Linked DNA regions of Mustela erminea: region 1 is linked to region 2. The links are chromatin contacts, called in public Hi-C maps. All regions are on one chromosome and are shown on one strand. Each heading gives the region's core, a stretch centred on a gene start, on an enhancer-like site or on the middle of the called end of the contact. The rest is flanking DNA. Distances are from core to core; before and after follow the strand shown.

Region 1 (6,850 bases), core at 3,052-5,551, 220 kb after region 2:
TCAATGGCGAAAAGCAGAATGTAGCCAGTCCGTGCTCACCACCTCAGCCAGCCTTCCTCCACATCCATGCTGTGCTCACTGGCATTAAACAATGACCAACAGGGCCTTGCTTAACCTCATAACCCAAATCGCCAAAAGTCTCATTCTAGAGACTATGGTCCAAACGTCTGTCCTTGAGTACAGATTTGACTCCCCAGAATGGCCCACAACTCTCCACCTGGAGATTTCCCCCCAGGATCACTGATGATCTTTTATTAATCAGCTTCCTCCACATTCTTTCTCCTTCAAGTTCAATGGCATGTATTTGGAAAAAAAACGGCTGGCCACAGTTAGGTTTCTGTTCTAACAGATGCAAGGGCATCATAACCAATCAACATGGGTTCTCACGTCCTAGAGTGATCCCCGCTACCCCTTGAATGTGGGGTGTGGGCAGACCTAGTGAGTTGCTTCTGATGAATAGAATATGAAAAAAGTGACAAGACGTCACTTCCAAGATTACGGCAAGACTGTGACTTAATTGCCATCTTCTGTGTTTTTTCTGTCTGTCTGTCTCTCTCTGAGCACTTGGTCTAGGAGAGCAAGGTGCCGTGTTATAAGTGGCCTTATAAGAGGCCCACAGGCAAGGAACTGATGTCTTTGGCCAACGGCTAGAGAAGCTGAGGTCTGCCAACAGCCCTGTGATGACCTTGGAAATGGATACTCTGAGACCTGCCAATAGCCACATGAGTGAGTTTGGAAGTGGATCCTTCTCCACTTGAACCCTGAGGTAACTACAGCCCCAACCAACACCCTGGTTGCAGTTTCCTGAGCAACCCAAGCCCCCGGGGACTAAGCTCATCCAGATTCCCAACATACAGAAACTACGATATATTAAATGTCAGTTGTTCTAAGCTGCTAATTTTGGAGGGTGATTTGTTATATAACAACAGATAACCAATGAAGCCTCAAGCTGTAAGAGAAATGGTCAAAGGGTTTGAATGACATAAATCACCTCTGCTGGGTGGGGCCTAGCACACCTATCAGCCCTTCAGCACAGCCCTGCTCTTATTCAACCCAGACATCTCGAACTTTCCTGACACTGGAGAGTCTGCTTAGGCGTAAGAATGTTCCCATTCTGGGAACTATCCAACACCCCAAACTAAAATGAAAGGAATTCAGTGGCATCCTGGCAACTTGAAATTCCAAGTCTTTAATGTTATAAAGTCTGGTAAAAGAGAGGCCGAAAGGGGGGAGGTGTATGCTCAAAGCTGCCCTTTCTCGTCTTGCATGAGTAATTCTTACAGCTGGAGTTTTCACTACAACCACAGGATTGTGGCACCACGAAGGTGGCCGTTTTCAAATCTGGCCTGACATCAGAATGTCATTCAACTAGATAAACCTGGGATTTGTCCAAAATAAGTAGCATTTAAGTAACTGCAGCCAATGAACACCATCACTTTTCTGTGAGACCATATGACTATGATGTGAAGAAATAAAAGCCTTTGTTGTTTTAAAGGGCAGGGACAATTGGAAGTTTTGCAGCAGACAGTTACAAAATTTTCCACCCTTAGCTCTCCAAAGAAGATACAGTTAGTGGCTTTGGGAGTTGGGTGTGGAAAGAATCTCTTGGAAAAGAAAATTAAGTTGATCCTGGGCAGAATGTGAACCAGCGTTACTACATTTATCATAGAGCCTGAAACAGACTATTTAGCCCCCTACGTTGTGAACTCGCTTTAATGATCTACTCCGTTTTACTTCTTAGCTCCTTGAAATCATAGCATTCTGGAGGATCAGGCAAGGCATAGAAGGCTACCACATTCCTCTCACAAACAGCAAATTTTTATTTTTCAGAATACTTTTTGAGTGGGTTTTTAAAAACCCATTCCAAAAAAACAAAACACTCCCCCAAATTAGACTTCGCTTTTATGCTTTTTGCATTTGTCCGCCTGGGACAGGGCAACAGGTCTCAGGCCTCACATCTGTGATGCTTTCCATCTGGGGTGGGATTTCTGCATCTGATGCATAGACTGTTTTAAAAATATTTCATTCACCCCTTGTATTTTCTTAAAGGGTTCTCCTTTTTTCTTTCTAAATAATTATCCCTATTACCTATCATCAGCGAGCTGTCTGGGGCTATAATCTGGGGAGTAAAAGCTCATCAACTAAACTGGTTGTAGCTGTATTTGAGACACAGTATCTTACCCTGTCGGTTTTCATTTTATTTGATGACAGTGCTTGCAATTTCTCCTTCAATAAGCAAAGATGACTTAGATCAGTGGCCTGATGAATAAGCATGAAAATTTGATTTAGAAAAGGAAGATATCCAGAAGCTCACTGAGAGAAAAAAGGATTTCCAACCCCCTCCCACACACACTTTAAATGACAAAGCAAAGCAGCAGCATTGTCTTTAAACAACATCTTTCAAGTCAATATCAATGCTCCCCAATGTTAGGTAGTAAGAATAATAATTTAGAAAGAAAAAGAGGAGACTTTAAAAGTATATAAGGAAGGAATAAAATATTTTTAAAGCAAATGTCATTAATCCTTTGTATTACCCTGGAGCAGATAACCTAAAAGAAAACAAATAAGGTCCTGGGTGTGAGGGGAAACTGATGCTTTGGAAGAAACTGTTGAGGGGCGGAGGGAGAACGTGAGCAGTCTGACACCCTACCTTGGCCCACATGATTCAGCCCTTCAGGTCCATTAACAAGAGTGGGAAAGTACAAAGAACTGTGAAGTGGAAGGTAAATGCCTAGTAAACTTCAGTAATAGAAAACAAATAAAAGAAAAACAGAGGAAGGCCAAAGTCTCCCTAGAAAGGGAACCCAATGCATCTGCGATTTCGAAACCAGTTTTTTCTTGCTGGAGAAGCAGCTCCCCGGGGACAGCAGAGATAACAACTTCTGCAAACACGCAACCTGACCAGAAACCACTCGGGGTCCAGAGCCTGGAGCTGAGACGGGCAGAAGGAAGGGCTCGGCCAGGAGTAACGATTTCTCAAGCATAGTATTAGTGCGCGCGCGCGTGTGTGTGACAGAGACACAGTGAGAGACAGATTTAGCCTTTCTCAAACTGTCACTTCCCCTGCATGGGAATTCATGATATTCTTTGCAGCCCAGAGAGAGAGGAGAGCCCCCCCCCCCCCCCGGTCAATTCTGACCTCCGCGGGAGTAACCCGAGAGCTCAGGGGAGCGCCCAGTGTTGTGAGCAGGGCGAAGATTTGGCCGGGAACAAAAGACCGCTTGCCAATCAGAAAACGCCGCTGGAGAACGCGGATAACCTCTCTTTGTGTTTTGAAAACTTCTTAATTAGCAAACGCCCTGCTTTGTAATACGCATGAAAACTTCTCTATGTAACATTGCAACTGCAGGATCAAGTCGTTGCTTCTGCAACGAAGAGGGCAGCCCGAAAGGCCGCAAGCCCAAGGACCAAGGAAAGCACCGCAGTCGAAGACGCACTTGAAACCGTGCAGAGTTCCCGGGCGCGCGGCCTCAGGTACATCTGTAACTGCCCCCCACCCCCGTCGGAGCTTTCCCGTAACCGCTCTAAAGCCGCACCAGAGTTCCACACTCTGGGCCGTGCGCGCGGGCGGGGTGGCCTGGGGGACCGCGGCCCGGGCCCTCTCCCCTCGGAGGGGTCTGCACTTCCTCCCGCCTTAAGTCGGCCCCCTCCTCCCGACTCCAGTTTCTCCTCGGACGCGGGCCCCTCCTCCTTCCTACACCCGGAGAGGGGGTGAAAGGGACTGCGGCCTCACGTGGTCTGTTTGGGTCAGGGGAGAAAAAAGCGATCCGAGAGGCGCACCCCCTTCTCGCTCGGTACCGAGCCCCACATTTAGGATCCAGCTACCCTGAAGCCCCCTGCCTAACCCGGCATTGTCAGCCCAGGCAGGGCTAACGTGACTCCGGGTCACGTCTCTCCGCCCCGGCGCTGCGCTGTTCTTCCAGCAAAATCCCCTCTCGCCGCGCCCTGCCGCTCGAGATGTGTGTTTTAGTGTACCCGGAAGAGGAGCAAACCTTTAAAGCAAATTCCCTTTCTGGTGCGTTCACCCCCCACCCCCACCCCTCGAGCGAATTCACCGTAAAAGTTTTTCTTAACTTTTCCTTCCCAGCCCCCTGCCCCTCCCCTCAGGAATCCGCCCAGAGCGCTGCAGACTCCGCCCCTCCGGGTCCCTCGCCCGGCCCTTCCGACTTCCACCCAATCCGGAGGCCGCCACACAGAAAACAAAGGCTACCATTGGGCCGCCCCGGAGCTCGAGGGCCCGCCCCCGGAGCGGTTTGTGAATGGGGGGAGGGGAGGGGGCGGGGCGGCCCGGAACCCTGCGAGCCCGACGCTTCTTCTGGCGAGTTGCGCGACTCCGAGTCGTTACTCTGCGCTCCCTCCCGGCGGGCGGCGGCGGCGGCGGCGGGCGGCGGGCGCCGGGACTCACGGGCCGGGGCTTCGCGAGGCTGGAGAAGCCAGGCCCAGGCCGCGGGCACCGGGCCCTCGCAGCTTCGGACGCAGTGTAACTGGATTTCCGAAAAGAACTCGCTGGGCTGCTGGCTCCAAGGCGCCGATCGGACTCGGAGCGAGAATCACCCGTTTGGCAGAAACTTGGGGGCCGAGCTTTTGGGGCTGAGGAAGGAGCCGGGGAGCAGAAAAGGAGGCGAAGGAGGCGGCGGCGGCGGCGGCGAGCAGAGCCTCGAGGCGAGGAGGCGGAGCAGCACGGCCGAGGCGGCGGCCTCGGCTCGCAGGCGGCGGCGCCGGGCTCTAGCCTGCCGGGGGCCGGACTCGGTGTGGGGGCGCGTGCGTTCCTGCGCGCCGTGGGTCGACAGACTTTGGGCAAACTTTGAAGGGTAACCGGAGACGCTTGCTGCTCCTCGCCGCAGAAAAAGCCGCACCGTTACGTCGCAGCGGGAGAATAAAGCGGCCCCACTCGGCGCCCCCGGCCCAGGCTGGCGGGTTTGGGCCCCCAGCGGCTGCTAGAGGGCTGGGCGGAGACGGCTGCGGCGCCCCCGCGGCGCGGGCACCCCAGCTGCAGCGCCCTCGGCTCCGCGCCGCCCACGGCCCGGCCTCGGCGCCGGGAGGACTCTCATGCGCGGGGCGCGGCTGCGCCTCCTCGGATCCGAGCCTCTCCCGGCTGCCTCTTCGCGCTCTGCGGGCTGAGAGCGCCGCTGCACCCGCGGCCGGCGATGCGGGGCCCCGGCGCGGCCGCGTCGCGCTCGCCCCTGGGCCTGTGCACCCTGGTGCTTGCGCTGCTGGGCGCGCTGCCCGCCGGCGCCGGGGCACAGCCTTACCACGGCGAGAAGGGCATCTCAGTGCCGGACCACGGCTTCTGCCAGCCCATCTCCATCCCGCTGTGCACGGACATTGCCTACAACCAGACCATCCTGCCCAACCTGCTAGGCCACACGAATCAAGAGGACGCGGGCCTCGAGGTGCACCAGTTCTACCCGCTGGTGAAGGTGCAGTGTTCTCCCGAACTGCGCTTCTTCCTGTGCTCCATGTACGCACCCGTGTGCACGGTGCTGGATCAGGCCATCCCGCCGTGCCGCTCTCTGTGCGAGCGTGCCCGCCAGGGCTGTGAAGCGCTCATGAACAAGTTCGGCTTCCAGTGGCCCGAGCGGCTGCGCTGCGAGAACTTCCCGGTGCACGGCGCCGGCGAGATCTGCGTGGGCCAGAACACGTCCGACGGCAACGGGGGCCCGGGCGGCGGCCCCACAGCCTACCCCACCGCGCCCTATCTGCCGGACCTGCCCTACACCGCGCTGTCCCCGGGGGCCGCTGACGGCAGGGGCCGCTCTGCCTTCCCGTTCTCGTGTCCCCGCCAGCTCAAGGTGCCCCCCTACCTGGGCTACCGCTTCCTGGGCGAGCGCGACTGCGGCGCCCCGTGCGAGCCAGGCCGTGCCAACGGCCTCATGTACTTTAAGGAGGAGGAGAGGCGCTTTGCCCGTCTCTGGGTGGGCGTGTGGTCAGTGCTGTGCTGCGCCTCGACGCTCTTCACCGTGCTCACCTATTTAGTGGACATGCGGCGCTTCAGCTATCCGGAGCGGCCCATCATCTTTCTGTCGGGCTGCTACTTCATGGTGGCCGTGGCGCACGTGGCCGGCTTCCTGCTGGAGGACCGCGCGGTGTGCGTGGAGCGCTTCTCAGACGATGGCTACCGCACGGTGGCGCAGGGCACCAAGAAGGAAGGTTGCACCATCCTCTTCATGGTGCTGTACTTCTTCGGCATGGCCAGTTCCATCTGGTGGGTCATCCTGTCGCTCACTTGGTTCCTGGCAGCCGGCATGAAGTGGGGCCATGAGGCCATCGAAGCCAACTCGCAGTACTTCCACCTGGCCGCGTGGGCCGTGCCCGCTGTCAAGACCATCACCATCCTGGCCATGGGCCAGGTGGATGGGGACTTGCTCAGTGGGGTGTGCTACGTGGGCCTGTCCAGCGTGGATGCGCTGCGGGGCTTCGTGCTGGCACCTCTGTTCGTCTACCTCTTCATTGGCACGTCCTTCCTGCTGGCCGGCTTCGTGTCGCTCTTCCGCATCCGCACCATCATGAAGCACGACGGCACCAAGACCGAGAAGCTGGAGAAGCTCATGGTGCGCATCGGCGTCTTCAGCGTGCTCTACACCGTGCCGGCCACCATCGTCCTGGCCTGCTACTTCTATGAGCAGGCCTTCCGCGAGCACTGGGAGCGCACCTGGCTCATGCAGACGTGCAAGAGCTACGCGGTGCCCTGCCCGCCTGGCCACTTCCCGCCCATGAGCCCCGACTTCACTGTCTTCATGATCAAGTACCTGATGACCATGATCGTGGGCATCACCACCGGCTTCTGGATCTGGTCCGGCAAGACTCTGCAGTCGTGGCGCCGCTTCTACCACAGACTCAGCCACAGCAG
Region 2 (6,611 bases), core at 1,735-4,234:
TGGTTACTGTGCATTTTCTTTTTTTTTTTTTTTAAAGATTTTATTTATTTATTTGACAGAGAGAAATCACAAGTAGATGGAGAGGCAGGCAGAGAGAGAGAGAGGGAAGCAGGCTCCCTGCTGAGCAGAGAGCCCGATGCGGGACTCGATCCCAGGACCCTGAGATCATGACCTGAGCAGAAGGCAGCGGCTTAACCCACTGAGCCACCCAGGCGTCCCTACTGTGCATTTTCTTAAGGACTGATAACCTACAAAGTCGACTACTCTCTTATTACTGATGACTGAATTATCTGGTTTTCAACAGAGAAGAGTAACAAGAAAGAAAAACAGCTTTTACAAAAAACTCTACAAGTAAAATCTCTAATATAGTTGGACTATGTGCTAGGTTTAATCCCACTAAGTTATAAAAAGGGCTAAATGATCTAGAAAGTCATTAAAATCCTCACAGCACTCCTCGGAGTGTCTGAGAAAGGGGCTCAACCTCTTACTACCTAAAAGCACACCTTCTTTTACACCATCTCAAAAATCACCAATTTTTACCTTTCTTTGTAGTTTTTTAACCCATACCTTACCTAGTGTCCTATTCATAAAAGATTATAAAAGGTTTTTAGAAGTCAGTCATATTCTTCAGAAATACCCTTAAAATGGACTCAGCAGTACGCATTAAACCCATATTTTTGTAGAAAGATAATTAATAGAACTCTCTCCACCTAATCACATAAGAGTGAAATCACGTGTCAGTGAAGTTCTTAATACACTCTTGTGTCTTTAACAGTCAAAATGCCCAAAATTAAGTGTCTCAGAAGAACATAAATTCTGAAAGGCTGAAATCTGAACAGAAGAATTCCCATTGGTACTGCTCCAATCTACTTAAAAAAAAAAAAATAAGAGGATTACCTGATACAACTCAGAATCCCCCACCCCAACACCAGATGACCTTTTGGTACTTTATTTTCTGGATCATTATCTTTTCAAATGTTAATATTGTGAAACAGATTTGAATTTCTCTTGCTATAACTATGAACCCTGAATATGCCAATACTGTTCATAGTTTGCAAACTAAGTAATAAGTGTAAACTAAGTATAGATTCCAAAAGCATCTTTCACACTAAAAAACCCTTACTGAATACCAAAGTTACTACAGACCAACCAGACGACCTAGTTCCTGTAACTATCAGATATCTGTATCAGTAAATTATCTGGAAACTATCCCTTGAATTTAAAAAGCGAATTATATTTTTCTAAATATATTCAGTTCTCTTTCCCACTTAGAAAACAGTGAGTCAGTGTGGGTCATGAGATAGTGGAAGAAGAAATAATTATAAAAATAGGAAATATATATGTACTGAATATTTACCACAGCCAGCACTGTCATAATACACGAACCATTAAAAGTAAAGTTACTGGGGCGCCTGGGTGGCTCAGAGGTTTAAGCCTCTGCCTTCGGCTCAGGTCATGATCCCAGGGTCCTGGGATCGAGTCCCACATCGGGCTCTCTGCTCAGCAGGGAGCCTGCTTCCTCCTCTCTCTCTCTCTGCCTGCCTCTCTGCCTACTTGTGATCTCTGTCTGTCAAGTAAATAAATAAAATCTTAAAAAAAAAAAAAGTAAAAGTACTTTTATGAGAAAGGTACTTTAATCCTCAATTTAGAAGAAAAATAATGTAGAAAAGTTAAGTAACTTTCCCCAAATCAAAGAATAAGTGAATGTGATGTCAGGTATGTCCATATCCAAAGCCCATGCTTGCTTACATTACTAAGATTAAAATACTGCAATTTACTGCAAAAGCAAATTTTTCACTGCCTTAAATACTCATTAACCCAAGAGTCAAGTGGTCACTCGAAATCATTCACATTCATGATAAACCAGGGGGGAGAAATGGACCAATATCTTGCTGAATTTTGATACCTGTTCCGAATAAACACACATCGCACAATTTTATTCTATAAGGCCTTTTAAAGAACATATACAGCCACCAACAAATTTAAAAGGCAAGAGACAAAGATCTGTGTTTGCGTTTAACAGTTATTTCTTTTTCCGTCCTAGAGAGAATACTGTATTTGAATATGCCGCTTTAGCCGGTGTGTTTTTCCTCTTCCCTCATCATCAAAGCCCTAAGTAAGCCAGAGTACAACACTCCTGCCAACCTACAGTCGCTTGTCTCCAAAGTAGTCCTACTACCCATAGGACCAACACCAGCGTCGGGACCATTTCCTAATGACAGACCTATGCTACTTTTCCGTCTTCGGCTCTTAAAAGAACTGCTCACCCTCTGATGCTCACTCGACACGCCAAAGGACTCGGTTAAACGACTCATTCTTATTATCAAAGTCATTGTCTTTTTCAGCAACCGCCCTTTCAAGCCCACGAAGCACCAGGTCCACCCTCCACTGTGATCTGCATCCTTGGGGCAAACCCGCCTGGGACACTCACCAAGGTTCGCGGCCAGGGACCCCGGTTTCGGTGCCGAGCGCCTAGAGCGGGCATTCAATAAATCCTCATGAATGGGTGAAGGAAAGGACCTGTGGGTGGAGGCGGGAAAGGGGTCGTGAAAGAACTTCCCGCCGCTCCGACGTCTGGGGAGGGAAGTAAGGGGGCGAGTGGGAGAACCTGGGGCCGGGACAGGGGGCCGCGTCGGGTGCTCCTTGGCGGGCAGGAGCCGACGGTCGGACGCAAGCTTTTTGGAAGACGCGGGCGCCGTCTCTGTGGGTCACCAAGCGCGCTCCCGGGCCTCGGTCTGAGCCTCCGCCTCTCTCTCCTACCCCGGTCTCCCGCACACAGGACAGCCGGGCCGGGGCCCTGCGAAGCCAAGGGCCGACCGGAGACTCAGCCTCGCTCACCTGACGCTCCACCGGCAGCACCGCAGTCTCCATCCGGCGCGAGCTTCCCAGCCCAGCGGGTCCCTGAGATCAGCTGATTCACGGGGGGGCGGGGCCTCTGGGGGGGCGGGGCTGCGCGGCGGCCGGCTAGTGTGAAGGCGGGCCAGGATTGCCCCCTGAAATAGGTGGAGGTAGACGCCGACGGCGTCTGATAGGGATCAAAATTATCCAAGAGGCCTTAGGCACTGTGGGTAATGTCCTCGGGAGTATTGCCCCTCCCTCAGGATAGGGCGGAGCCACCAGGCCTAAAAAAAAAAAAAAAAACGCGCTTGGACGGTGACGTAACATGGAGTCGCCGGGGCCTAACTACCCAGGAGCTTCCATGGTAACAGGTGGTGAGGAAAGTGACCCGGAGCTGCAGGCATTTTGCTGCCACCTCAAACTGCAGAAGTCAGAAGGATGAGTTCGCTACTCTTTACAGGGAAAAGGCTAGATATCTTCTGCTTCTACGGGCTATACCCTAACGTAGTCCCGTCCGCCCCGCAAATGACGTCATTGGCAGGCGGCACCAGTTGGTCCTAGTGTCCACGCTGTTTTTACTTGGTTGCAACCCCGAAAGTTGCAATGGGGTAGGAGGAAATAAATTGGTATCTTTTATGATTCCCCACAGCGTTCCCCAATGTACGATCTGAGTAAAACTAGTCTGAAGGCTCAGCACACAGTTTCGCAACAATCTGCTCGTCGCAGCCGCAGCCCCACCCCGACTCAGCTCGCGGCTGGTAAGTCCTCTCTGGAAGATTTTCCCGAGCCGCCACCTTTGGCACACAGTGCGTGCGAACTTTCTGCTGCCAGGCAGTGTGCCATCTCTGAGCCTGCAAACCTGCATTCAGTCCATCAGTGACAGAGATACAAAGTCTGAAGTTCCTTTGCATAAACGTTCTGTCAGTTCACCTTCAGCCCAGTGCATCCTTGATCCTCCGCCCACCTGCAAAATCGTTAAGGTCTGCACCAATTCGGCCAACCTTGTCCGCTCTTGCACCAGTGCTAAAAACAACATAACCTTGAGAATTGGCAGCGCTGCAAACGAAGGGTGTCCAGCTTCAGTCGGGACTTATATGTGGGCAGGCAATCTTGCGAAGCCTAGAACAGTCCTTAACACTTGGCTACTAGGAATTTCTCTTTTATTCCCAACCCGCACACGTTGCTAACTGAACTTTACCTACCCTTCGGTAAACAGTTTTAAAAATGAAAATTTAATGTGCTATGGTGAGTGCTGTGAAGTGTGTAAACCTGGCGATTCACAGACCTGTACCCCTGGGACTGAAAATACATTATATGTTTATTTAAAATGTTTAAAATTTGTAAAAAATGAAAATTTTAAAATTGTCTCCTACCTTTCTGAGGAAAATGGGACCACTTCGGATGGATTGCCCTAACTCCCACTAACCACTATTACAAAACCTACCTGCAGCCCTAGTCTTTCGGTCTTTCTTTTCCTGATTTCTCTTTGGCTTCTGGGACACACTCCTTCCAGTTTTTCCCCCTATTTCTTCAGACCTAACCCTGACCCTAACCTATCCCTTAAGTTCTTGGACTGAATAAATATTTATTGCATACTTTATTATGTGCCAGGCACTATTCTAGGCACTAGAGAGACATGATAATGAACAAAACAGACAAGGGTCATCGCTCTAGTGGAACTTCCACTCTGGTAGTGTAGAAAAGTCACTCCAAAGATGGCAACTGTCAAGTCTTTCCTCCATGTATATAAATGCCACACTTGATGTCAAGAGATGGATTCTATTTCCTCTTCACCTGAGTATGGGCTAGGATGTTTTTCTTTTTTTACCTGATAAAATGAGGCAGAAATGAAGTTCTTGGACTACTGAGTCAAGGCGTTAAAAAGAATTTGGCAGCTTCCACATACGTCCCCCTCTGAAAAGCCGGTTGCCATGCTTTAATAGATGTCGAGTGTACTAGAGGTTGATAAGAGACGATGTGAAGAGATAGGCCACATGGAAGAGCATTAAACTGCCAAAACATAAGCAGAGACTTCTGAGACCTTCCAGGCCAACCCAGTTACCAGCTGAATGCAGCCGAGTGAAACCAGCCAGTGCCAAGAGGAGCAGAACACCCTAGTCAAGTCCTGTCTGAACTCCTGACCCAGTTTCCCAAGAAATGATAAATTGTTGTTTTTAACCACTAAGTTTTGGGATGGTTGGTTATGCAGCAATGCCTGAAACAAGTGGGAAGAGTGACAGCTACTAAACTAATATGGTGATCACTGGGCTATACAGAGGCAAAAAAGGGAAACAGTCAAGGCAACCAACAGAATGGGAGAGGACATTTACAAATGTCTTATCATATAAAGGGCTAGTATCCAAAATCTATAAATAACTTATCAGAGGCACCTGAATGGCTCATTGGGTTAAGCCTCTATATTTGGCTTGGATTATGATCTTAGGGTCCTTGGATTGAGCCCCACATCAGTCTCCTTGCTCAGCAGGGAGCCTGCTTCTCCTTCTCTCTCTGCCTGCCTTTCTGCCTACTTTTGATCTCTCTCCCTCTCTCTCTCTCTCTCTCTCTGTCAAATAAATAAATAAATAAATCTTTGAAGAAAAAAAAAGAGAACTTATCAAACTCAACAACCAAAAAACAAAAAAAATCCAGTCAAGAAATGGACAGAAGACATGAAAAGACATTTCTTCAAAGACATGCAAATGGCCAACAGACACATGAAAAAATGCTCAACATCACTCATCATCAGGGAAATACAAGTCAAAACCACAATGAAATTCCACCTCACTACCAGTCAGAATGGCTAACATTAACGGAAACACCAGATGTTGGCAAGGATGCAGAGAACAGAACCCTCTCACACTATTGGTGGGAATGCAAGCTGGTGTGGCCACTCTGGAAAACAGTGTGGAGGTTCTTCAAAACGTTAAAAAACAGAGCTATCCTACAACCCAGCAATTGCACTACTAGGTATTTATCCAAAGGACACAAACATAGTGATTCAAAGGTGCACATGTACCCCAATGTTCATAGCACCAATGTCTACAATAACCAAATAATGAGAAGAGCCCAGATGTCCATCAACAGATGAATGGGTAAAGATATATGTATATATACATACATATACAGCCCACATCTATATTCCATTATATTATATATGATATATATTTATATATATTGGAATTACATATATCCATTACACTATAATATAATACATAATGGAATATTACTCAGCCATCAAAAAGAATGAAATCTTGCCATTTGCAACAATGTGGATGGAACCAGAGGGTACTGTGCCAAGTGAAATAAGTCAGTCAGAGAAAGACAAAAATATATGATTTCTGTCATATGTGGAATTTAAGAAACAACAGATGAACATGGGGAAGGGAAGGAAAAAGAATAAGATGAAAATGGAGAGGGAGGCAAACTCCAAGAGACACTGAACTCTAGGAAACAAGCATGGTTTCTGGAGGGGAGGGGGTGTGGGGAAGGGATAATAGGGTGATAGGTATTAAGGAGGGCACTTAATCTATATGCTACTGATGAGTCTCTAAATTCTACCAGTGAAACTAATAATACAGTCTATGTTAACTAAATTGAATTTAAATAAAGAACTTTTTAAAAGAGGCAAAATAATGTAGTAACTAAAAGCACATACTCCTAGCCAGACAGCCTGGGTTCAAATCTAAGACCCCGAACTTGCTAATTTTGTGACCTTGGCACACGCTATTTAACCTGCATACCTCTGTTTCTTCATCTACAAAACAGGGATAGTA

Evidence for each region. Hi-C and Micro-C count contacts between places; a contact is called where the count stands out from the background.
Region 1: a contact with region 2 is called in a Hi-C map of spleen, with 4 times the contacts expected there. The contact joins the promoter of FZD7 here to the promoter of ALS2 in region 2. A contact is called at or near these places in 2 of 3 Hi-C or Micro-C datasets (skeletal muscle and spleen).

What each region holds. Positions count from the first base shown.
Region 1 is chr8:13,539,780-13,546,629 of mMusErm1.Pri, forward strand. FZD7 (frizzled-7) reads left to right here and starts at 4,302. Exons shown (of 1, transcript XM_032354451.1): 1 at 4,302-6,850. The coding sequence starts at 5,148.
Region 2 is chr8:13,322,079-13,328,689 of mMusErm1.Pri, forward strand. ALS2 (alsin) reads right to left here and starts at 2,985. Exons shown (of 34, transcript XM_032354447.1): 1 at 2,839-2,985; 2 at 2,432-2,520.